Regions from separate parts of the Mus musculus genome. Here region 1 is linked to region 2. A link is a contact called in public HiChIP or PLAC-seq data. All regions are on one chromosome and are shown on one strand. The core of a region is the stretch at or near the end of the contact, and the rest is flanking DNA. Distances in the headings are between cores, read along the strand shown. Region 1 overlaps Herc1 (HECT and RLD domain containing E3 ubiquitin protein ligase family member 1). Region 2 has its middle 3.9 kb from the start of Gm39364.

Evidence for each region. HiChIP or PLAC-seq counts read pairs in DNA pulled down with a chosen protein or histone mark.
Region 1: a contact with region 2 is called in an H3K4me3 HiChIP or PLAC-seq map of bone marrow-derived macrophages, with 2.2 times the contacts expected there. The contact joins two enhancer-like sites. A contact is called at or near these places in 2 of 39 promoter capture datasets (the C10 cell line and liver), 1 of 15 datasets of contacts at CTCF or cohesin (CD8 T cells), 14 of 484 Hi-C or Micro-C datasets (the 63-12 cell line, B cells, CD8 T cells and 9 more), 4 of 115 datasets of contacts at active chromatin or transcription factors (CD8 T cells, the SCID.adh cell line and bone marrow-derived macrophages) and 1 of 9 other capture datasets (embryonic stem cells).

Annotation. Positions count from the first base shown.
Region 1 is chr9:66,372,718-66,377,895 of GRCm38.p6, reverse strand. Herc1 (HECT and RLD domain containing E3 ubiquitin protein ligase family member 1) reads right to left here. Exons shown (of 78, transcript NM_145617.3): 2 at 5,155-5,178; 3 at 1,484-1,579. Among named protein-coding and RNA genes, the nearest start is that of Gm30447, 22 kb to the right of the region's middle. Within about 2 kb of position 2,600, at least 54 of the 459 cell types and tissues checked have an H3K27ac peak or open chromatin away from gene starts, as enhancers often do. A contact at or near this core is called in bone marrow-derived macrophages, where this site is marked.
Region 2 is chr9:66,302,290-66,307,491 of GRCm38.p6, reverse strand. No RefSeq gene overlaps it. Among named protein-coding and RNA genes, the nearest start is that of Gm39364, 3.9 kb to the right of the region's middle. Within about 2 kb of position 2,106, at least 157 of the 459 cell types and tissues checked have an H3K27ac peak or open chromatin away from gene starts, as enhancers often do. A contact at or near this core is called in bone marrow-derived macrophages, where this site is marked.

The DNA of each region.
Region 1 (5,178 bases), core at 1,351-3,850, 70 kb before region 2:
AGGAATTTGAACAGAAATATATAGCAGTGGGGGAGGAGGAACTGGGGGTAGCCACTAGAAAGTCCCAAATGCCAAGGACCCAAGAAGTTCCCAAGACCCAACAGGGATGACATTAGCCAAAACACCCAACAAAGGGGAGAGAGAATCTGTAGAGAGCATATCCAGTGGATAGGCACGGCCCCCGATTGAGGGATGAGGCCACCCACTAATTTCAATATTAATCAGAATTGTTCCTGTTAAAAGGAAATGCAGGGACAAAAAGTGGAGCAGAGACTGATGCAAAGGCAATCCAGAAACTGCCCCACCTAGGGATCCATCCCATCTATAGACACCAAACCCAGACACTATTGCAGATGCCAAGAAGCACTTACTGACAGGAGCCTGGTATAGCTGTCCCCTGAGAGGCTGAGGCTGAGCCAGAGCCTAACCAATACAGATGTGGATGCACACAGCCAACTATCAGACTGAGTGCAGGGACCTCAATGGAGTAGTTAGGGGAAGGACTGAAGGAGCTGAAGGGGCTTGCAACCCCACAGGAAGAACAACAATATCAAGCAACCAGACCCCCCAGAGCTCCCAGGGACTAAACCACCAGGAGGGACCCATGGCTCCAGCTGCACATGTAACAGACATTGCCTTATCTGGCATCAATAGGAGGGGAGTTCCTTGGTCCTATAGACGCTCAATGACCAAGCATAGGGGAATGCTAGGGTACTGAGGCATGAATAGATGAGTGGGTGGGGGAGCACCTTCATAGAAGCAGGGGGGCAGGGAAGGAGAAAGGGGGTTTGGGGAGGGGAAACTGAGAAGGAGAATAACATTTGAAATGTAAATAAATAACCAATTTTTTAAAAAGCGATTTTAAAAACATTTTTTAAGTGGGAAAAAAAAATGAGTTAGAGTCCAGGCACATACACGTGGGTGACACAACTAAAACTGGCAAGGAAATTAGTTTAAAAGTCAATACAGTGAACTGTTGTAGAGAAAAGGTAATGACCAGACTGTGAAAGGCCTTCTGCAGTGGATGGCAAATTCTATTTACTTTTCATATGTATGTGTGTGTGTGTGTACTTGAGAAAGTTTGTTCTTTCCTTCTACCATGTGGTACCTGGCAATTATAATCAAGTTGTCAGGTTTGATGGCAATCTTTTTTTTTTAAGTCTAGGTAATGATTAGAAGAATATTTATTTTACCACAATTTGTTAAGGTATACAATTATTTATAATTCCTTCTGAATCTGTTTTACTCAATAACTTTTTTCAACAAAAGTTACCAATACATGATCCAAAAATTAAAATAACTAAAAGGAGACACACTGAAAAGTATCTCTTTCCAAGCCATGGCAACTAAACACTGAGCTCCAATCTCCAGGGATAGCCAACCACTGGTACCATTTTCTTTTAGAGACTTTCAAGAGATAAATGTATGCTGTAACATTTTACAACAAAGACATTTTTAATGCAAAGCTATGAAGATTACATACCTCTTCAAAAAGACATAATGCTGCCTCATAGAGTGAACATAAGCCTTCAGATGTTCTAGTTGGTTCTCTCCACTGACTCCGATCAGCAGATGAACCCTGTAATTAAATATTGTGGGGTACAATATGGAAAGGAAACAGACATATAAGTTAAAAAAAATCTACTTTAAAAACTTTGTAAGATTAGGTGTACTACCAATTCCTATTACTAGGACAAAACCAACTAAAAGTATTACAAAAATCTATTGCGTCAAAGGATCAATCAAGCACCAATCACTTTATAACTGCCTCATTAAATAGAGAGAAAGCCATACTAAATAAAACACAAGATTCTTCTTTGAGGCAAACACAGAATGTTGAAGACAGCAGTCTACTTTTCAGTGTATCTTTGACTTACTAAGAAGCATATATGACAAGGTATAGGGCCTTGGGTGGAGGAAGGGTGGTTTCTGACTAGGTACACCTGATATTTGTCCAGGAATGACAAATAGACAGAAACTAGAAAACTAACAATAAAATCATTCTGCTACACATTTTATAGTTACTATTTGTGGAAAAGGTTAACCTATTTAACAAAAGCAAGTAAACTGTATAAAATAGAACCAGAAAAATATGGATTTAAAAGGTAAACTCAAGGTTATAAGAATTACTTCACACAGTATGTGACTCAGGAGTCTGTGTTATATTATGATACTCAGTAGACTAACACAGTTGCTTCACACTTTTAAGATCAAGGTAAATAATATCTTACCTCACAAATTATGAAATTACCTCACATGATAATTGAAAAAATATGCAAAGCACCTGATAGAAAACAGGCACTAAAATTAGTTTACTTTCTCCTCACTCCAAATAGTGAGGAGCAGTTAATCAAAGAAGCTGAAAAGGCAGGGTGTAGAATATTATTAAATAAAAAATAAAACACATTATATACAAAGTCTTATATACATATATATAATAATGTTTTCTTGAGCTTATAGAGTCAACTTAAATATCAAGTCAATTTGTGACTATATAAGCAAGCTTATGCTAGAAGATGCTAAAATGTTATATGATAGAAGGGGTGTAGAGTGCTTGCCTAGCACATTAGATCCTGGGGTAATGGAACACAGGGTGTGGGGGTGGAAGGATGAGGCAATAAAAGGCAACAGTGTTATTAGATTATAGATCCTCTAGCTGCTTCTCTCTTCCCCCTAACAGCCAAGCTTTCCTGCAACCTCTTTCCAGGTGCCTGGTAGTTCCATGCCTCCCATTTGCAGCTTTAAGCAAGATTAATCCCCTCTACACATACACACATTCCCACACAGTATCTGACTCCTTGGCTTACAGACTAGCCAGACTAAATCATGTGGTATGGAACTTCCCCCTTCTCAACTAGAAATTTGCAATGTTATGCAATCTCAAGACATTTCCATATTCATATTCATATTCTCTCTCTCTCTCTCTTACACACACACACACACACACACACACACACACACACAAACATCAGCTTCCTTCCTGAACCTGTTGAATCTGACATGCATTTCTTTATAACAAATAGATATTGTGGAAATCAGTCAAGTCCTGGGGCACTCCTTTCCTTCTTTAAAAAAAAAAAAAGGTGAAGAAACCTCTTACTAATTTTGTTCTAGAAAAAAATACCATGGTAAACATATACTGTGGCACACACCTTTAATCCAAGCACTCAGGAGACAGAGGTAGGAAAATCTCTGAATTCAAAGCCAGCCTGGTGTACAGAGCTAGTTCCAGGATAGCTAGGGCTACATGGAGAAAAACACATACAAAGAAAAAAAGAAAGGGAGGGAGGGAGGGAGGGAGGGAGGGAGATAAAGTAACCAAACATTTACAGTTCAGTTCACAAATACAAAACATATACCAGATAAAAAGTTCAATGCTTCTGCTTTGAAAGTGACTGTTTTTAATGAAATACTTTTATTAATCAAAAGCTTTGCATTTCACTTGGTGATAGAGGGAAGGTTTGAAATATGTAAATATAACAAGTGGCATCTTTGTGATTTTAAAATACATTTGTTAGGTTATATTGGGCAATAAAAGGTACATGAACTCACTCTCCCCCCTCCTCCCTCCCTTACAAACACACAAACCTGGAAGGATACTATGGCACATACCTTTAATCTCAGAGGCAGAGGCAAGTGGATCTCTGTGAATTCAAGGCCAACCTGGTCAAGAATTCCAGGTCAGCCAGGGATACACAATGAGACCATTTAAAACACACACACTCACAAGCACACACACACAAAGCAAAAGCAAACAACCAAAACCTGATCAATTTAACTTAACTGAACTTATACCTAAATCAGTTTATAAGTATTTGAGCATTAATATTTTAAAATTCAAATTTTTATTCTTGGTTTTCAAAGTTATTACAGTTCAGTCTTGTAAATTCTTAAAATTTATCATATATATGCTTATTCTTTAATATAATATTCAAGGTTATGAAAGTGTAGGGATTCACTTCTACAGACAACAAACTCTTTACAGACTTCTGCTTAACTCACTACTTCTGTTTATTCAGGTCTCTGTTCAAATGTTACAACTCAGAGTCCCAACCTGACATTAACTAAAACAGCATGCCTTTAACTCTCAAACTATCATTCTCTTCTTTCCTCTTAAAACGTCTCACCTGAAATTATGATCTTTTTTTTTTACTTATTTCTATGTGTACAGGTATTTTGCCTACATGTATAGCTGAGCACCATGTGCATGCAGTGACCACAGAGACCAGAAGAGGGTGTTGGATCTCATGGAACTGAAGTTACAGATGGTTGTAAGTCTCCATGCGGGTATTGGGACCTGAACCTGGGTCCTCTCCAAAAGCAACAAGGTCTTAACTGCTGAGCCATTTCTCTAGTTCCCTAAATTTATGAATTTCTTTCCTGATCACCCTAGCACGATGTGAACTTAGTAAGAGCAGAAATTGTATCTCTAGGGTTGCATCCTCAGGTCCTAAAATAATACTTGAAATATAGTACATAATTTTTGAAAACTAGAAAAAGGCCTGCTATGGTGGTGCACACTTGTAATTGTAGCACTTGGGAGGTAGAAGCAGAAGGATCAGGAATTCAGGGCCAGTCACAGCTACATATCAAGTTTGAGGCCAGACTGCAAAAAAATGGAAAGGATGAGATCGGAGATGCTTTTTAAAAAAAAAAAAAAACTGCTGGGCTGGAGAGATGGCTCAGCAGTTAAGAGCACTGAATATTCTAGAGGTCCTGAATTCAAATCCCAACAACCACATGGTGACTCACAACCATCTGTAATGAGATCTGATGCCCTCTTCTGGTGTGTCTGAAGACAGCTACAGTGTATTTATAATAAATAAATAAATAAATAAATAAATCTTTTTTAAAAAAACTGCCATACTCACTAGTCAAGGTCTCTCATTTTACTCATGAATGTAAAGTTAGGTTAATTCTCCAAATCTACTAAAATAAACTAAGACAAACTAGAAACTCAGCTTCTGACCTAGGGGCCTTCATTGTAATAGCAATATGTGTGAGTTTCCCCCCACAAAGCACAAAAAAATATTTAACCAACTTAACATACCAAAAGAACTCCCAAATCTCTTACAAGAGCCACAAAATTATTAAAAGCAGGGTTGACTATCTAACAATTTTTCAAAGTTGATGCTTGGAATACATGGTACATACCAAAGATCGCCTCATCTGCATTAA
Region 2 (5,202 bases), core at 857-3,356:
ACAAGAGTGGAACATGGAGGGAAGACCTTGAAGTTCAGCTGATGCTTAAAGAGTCTAGGCCTCAGAAGCTCTGACTCAAGCCAGCTTAGCCAGCAGAGCCTCAGAGGCCATGCCCTGCTGTACAAAGGAAACAGCTGAAGCCCAGACAGGACAAGGATTGGCTGAGAACGTGTCGGATCTATGGTTTCTCACATGTCTGTGTACTGTGAGCTCCTACTACATAGAATTAAACACTTGTTCACCAGTGTCTATTGGGGCTGCAGGGATGCCAAGACCATGGCACCTATTACATACTCCTTTTATCACTATATTGCCTAATTTTTTTGTTTTTGTTTGTTGTTGTTGTTGTTGTTTTGGTTTTGTTTGTTTGTTTGTTTCGTTTTGTTTTGTTTTTGAGACAGGGTTTCTCTGTATAGCCCTGGCTGTCCTGGAACTCACTTTATAGACCAGGCTGGCCTGGAACTCAGAAATCTGCCTGCCTCTGCCTCCTGAGTGCTGGGATTAAAGGTGTGCGCCACCATGCCTGGCTATTGCCTAATTTTTATCTCTACATGGTGATTAGCCATGGTAGTGCTATTATCAGTACAGAGCCTCTTTTTTCCAGATACCAGAGGCAGGCACAGAAGAGATACATGAGATGACAAGCCTAAGGGACTGGAACCAGTCGTGAGAGAAGGGTGCCCGGGAAGGGAATATCTAAGGTGGACAGGAAAAAGGCATTCACTAGGAGGGAGAGTTAGGGAGACAACTCTATAGGGGGAGGAGCCAGGGGAATAAGCACAGCAGGCACACGTGGCTCATGGAGAGCAGCAGAAGGTTGGATGGAAACAGTGAGTAAGGTAGGGTGCTCCAACTCAGCTCCATATGGGTGCTTCAACTCAGTATGTAGAAACAGAGCTTGGCTGAGAGTCCTCACAAGAATACTCCCAAGGGGTATGACCCATGAGTCCTCCCTGAGAATACTCCCAAGGGGTATGGCCCATGAGTCCTCCCTGAGAATACTCCCAAGGGGTATGACCCAGCTCTCCAACTGTGCTGTAGATTCTTTCCAAGTGAGAGTGCTGGCCATCTCTCGCCATCTCAGCACTCCAAGGCTTTATAGCAGAGACTGTTACAAAGACTGGATCACTGGCTGCCAAAACACAAAACCTGCAGCCATGACCATTGGAGTGCTTATACCTGCCTCCTTGCATACTTGGTTAAAGGTTGGGAGGAGGTATGGTTAGAGAGGTCTGAGGTGAGAGTCGAGTGGTACTGTCTGGTTTTAGAGACAGGATCTCAAAGCAATCCTCCTGTCTCAGATTCCCAAGGGCTAGGATGACAGGTATGAGTCACCCCACTTGACGCCACATGTGTTATCTTATTCAATCCTCCTAATAACCTTCACGTTACAGTTGTGGAAACCGAGGCTCAGATAAATGAGATAACCTGACATTCTTCCCCAGGTTGTTCCCGGCGGAGACACCAAAGCAGCCACAGAACTCACGGAAGTCCTCTGCTCAGGAACTTTTGCTTTCTCCCACGGCCTTGCCTGCCTTTCTCAACATAGCATGAGAAACTACCATCTATTCTTTCTTCCCTCCTGACTCTTATGTGGGGGCAGGCTACAAGGAGGGCTGAGATCACCCCAACTCTCCCTGCAACACACATACTTTGCCTGCAGGCATTTGCCTAATAGCCCTCTGGCCCTCTCCTCCTGTTTCAGTGCCTGTTTCTCAGAAGACCTGGGCTGACACAGCTGCACAGCCGGGGGTGGCTGGCTGGGCACAGACCGCCCACTACTCATTCCTCCGCGTGGCTCATTCCTCCGCGCGGCTCTCCATCCTCCATGGCACAGTTAGACATATCTGGCGATCATCCTGGAGCGCCTGCCTGGTTTTTCTTCAGCTTACACTTGACAGAGCTCTTCGCTTTCTTTCCTTCAGCAGCTCCCGCCTCCTTCCAGAAGGAGTAGCTGGCTGGCTCTGGCACTGCAGAGAACTCCGTGTACCTGTCCCTTCTTGCTTTTCCCCTGGACTTCAGATGGAGGAAGGCAATCTGTGTGGGTGTATTTCCCCCTTCGAATGGGTTTCCACGCCTGTTTTACATCTGCCTTTCAGTTTCGGTTTTAAATCGCGCCTCAAGGCTGAACAATTCCCTCTACAGTGATAATGTTCAAAATCTCCTGAGCCCTAGAACCTGAAAAACAAATGAAACAGGAAATAACCCCACAGATGGTGTAGACGCCCCCAGATGGGGAGGGGAGCTCCGTTCCTAAAAGCCTGCATAAACAGACTCTTTCTGCAATCTACAGCAAGCTTTATAAACACAATCCTGAATGTACAGCTTAATGTTCCTTTTGTTCACTAGAAACAGAGTGGTAGCAGACAAGTATTTGCAGTGTGAAAAAATGATTATCTTTAATGGAGTCATTTTGTGAGATCAGAGTTCCTCATGATTGGTTTCTGGGAAGCCAAATATATTATTAGCCATAAAATTGGTATTAAAAAAAATGATGTTACTCCCCTCACTTTCACAAGTCTATAAAGGGACCACTGAGTTCATACCTTGAAAATAATGACTTCCAAATAGCCATGGCTGTTCCAGGCAGAGGGGATGACTGTGAGCATTTTTAGATTAATGAGGGAGGTGGGAGGTCACCTGAATTTAAAATGTGCTGTTCAGCACTGGAGAGATGGTTAGTAGAACACATGCAGTGCATGCTTGAAGACCTGCTTTTGAAATCCTAGCACCCACATAAAAATACAGGTGTGGTCGAATACAATTGTAACCTCAGGGCTGTGCAGGGAGGAGATGGGCAGATCCCTGGAGTTCACTGTCCAACCAGTCCAGCTAAGTCTATGGCCTCAAGACTCAGTAAGAGACCCTGTCTCAAAAAACTAAGGAGGAGAGTGGCTAAGACAGATACCTGATGTCGACCTCTGACATCATGACTCAGCAAATACATGTGCACACACATGAATATGACCTCTGACACATGACTCAGCATATACATGTGCACACACATGAATATGCACATGTACATACATATACATGCACACACATGCTGCTTTTGTACATCCTGATACCAACCACCACAGTTTATATGTCCTGGTCTAGCCAGTGGTACCTCTCCACAGGGCTGTCCACGCTGACTTCAATGAGGCTGTGTCAGGCCCAAATAGGCAAATGATGAGCTGTCAAGGAAGCCAGCTGTAGCTCAGAAGAAGTGGGCATCATGGAGCAACTGGTTGTAACAAGAATGGCCAGAAAGAAAGGATTCTAAAGGCACAGATATCTCCCAACTCCAGAAATGTGAGAAAGCAAGGCTCTTGAAAAGCTGTATAAAACAGTCACCACACATTGAGCCAAACGTCATAAAAAGAACCTTGAACCTATGATTTACCCCCAACTTCTGTTCCCTAGGCCCAGATAATATACACTGAGGACTGAGTAAATGTTTTAACTGTGAAAGACTGACTAATGGAGTCACGGTACAAGCTCAGATTTTTATATGACTGAATTACGAGAAGCAAAAAAATACTATGGAAACAGCCTAAATAATACAGGAGACTGGGGTTCCATCACAAACACCCAAGGCCCAGGCCATGGTCTCTCCTTCCAAATGTTCTTTTTGCTTGTTTTTTCCTAACCCAAGTCCACTAACAACCCTCTGCCTATTGTTTTCTTAGATTAGTATTTGTAGTTTTATTGACAGTGAACAGTAAAATCTCTTCTGTAATCCAACTACTGCACCAAAGAAAGCAGGTGCAGACTACAGCAGCAGTCATCCTTGTCCCTGGAACCTACCTCCTTCCTCAATCAAGGCAGCCAACCCCAGATACAACCAGACCAGTATATTCCAGTCTGAACCTCAGGGAGTCAATCCTGTCCTTCTACCAGGTAGATCCTGGTGAAGAACTCGAGTCATTGGGCTTGGACATTTATACACTGAGCCATCTCACAGATAAAGGCATATCAAAGGAGAAATGGGGAGGTTGCTCAGTAGTTAAAATCACCAGCTGCTCTTCTAGAGGACCAAGTTCAATCCCCAGATTCTCAATTCCTACATGGTGGCTCATAATCATCTGTGACTCCATTTCCAAGGGTTCCAATGCCCTCTTCTAACCTCTGTAAGTACCAGACATGCATGTGGTACACCCATACACATGAAATAAATCATGTTTTTAAAAAAATATCAAGGCTGAGTGAGGTAGACAAGTTGGTAAGGTGCTTGCTGTGCAGACGTGAGGACTGGAGTGTAATTCTCAGAATCTAAATTAAAATCCTTATCGAATCCCTGAGCATACAACACATGCCTACTGAAGCAGAAATCAATCATAGCAAGCAACTCCAGAAGACCATCGTGTCCCCGGAGAGAGGAGCACATATCAGAGACCAGGCAAACCTCATAAATACTCAGCTCACTACCAGGAAGGAACAAGCAGGATGCAAACACCAGCCAAAGTGCTAACTCTATAATTAATCTTGTTAAGGACATCATGTGAAACATATACCTCTATAAGATCAAATTCCCTTATTGAATTTTTAAATAGGTGAGAGGCTATACACCATATCATATGTGAACAGAACTGAGAGATACACAAAGTCCTCCTGATCTAGTCAACTCATTGTTACTAAGTATTTCAGTCATCTGGTACAGTTTCTAAACCAGCAAGTTTGAATGAGACGAAGTTCTAAGTCTCATACTTCTGCCTAGGATAGTTACCCTCGTCTACATGTAGCTTATTAAAGAACAGATAGGAACCGGGTGTGGTGGCACACACCTTTAATTCCAGGGAGGCAGAGGCAGGTGGACTTCTGAGTTTGAGGCCAGCCTAGTCTACAGAGTGAGTTCCAGGACAGCCAGGGCTACACAGAGAAACCCTGTCTCAAAAAACCAAAAAAAAAAAAAAAAAAAAAAAAAAAAACCAACAACAACAAAAAAAGAAAAGAACAGATAGGAAACATCCTTGGGGTAATATACTTGTCCCAGGGTCTTATAAAGTATTTAAGGGGAGGATGTGAATTACCAACTAATGGTGGGTCCCAGAAGATCTAAATGATCAAAGAGTGGGAATCGATGCTTGACCAAGAAGCACGCAGGTGAAATACACCCTCTCATATTTCATGTTGGATTTTTAGTCAGCAAGTACCACCTTCCGTGGCAGATTAAAATGAGCCAGGACTCCAGGTCATTAGGAGTCCTGACTGCTGGTATGC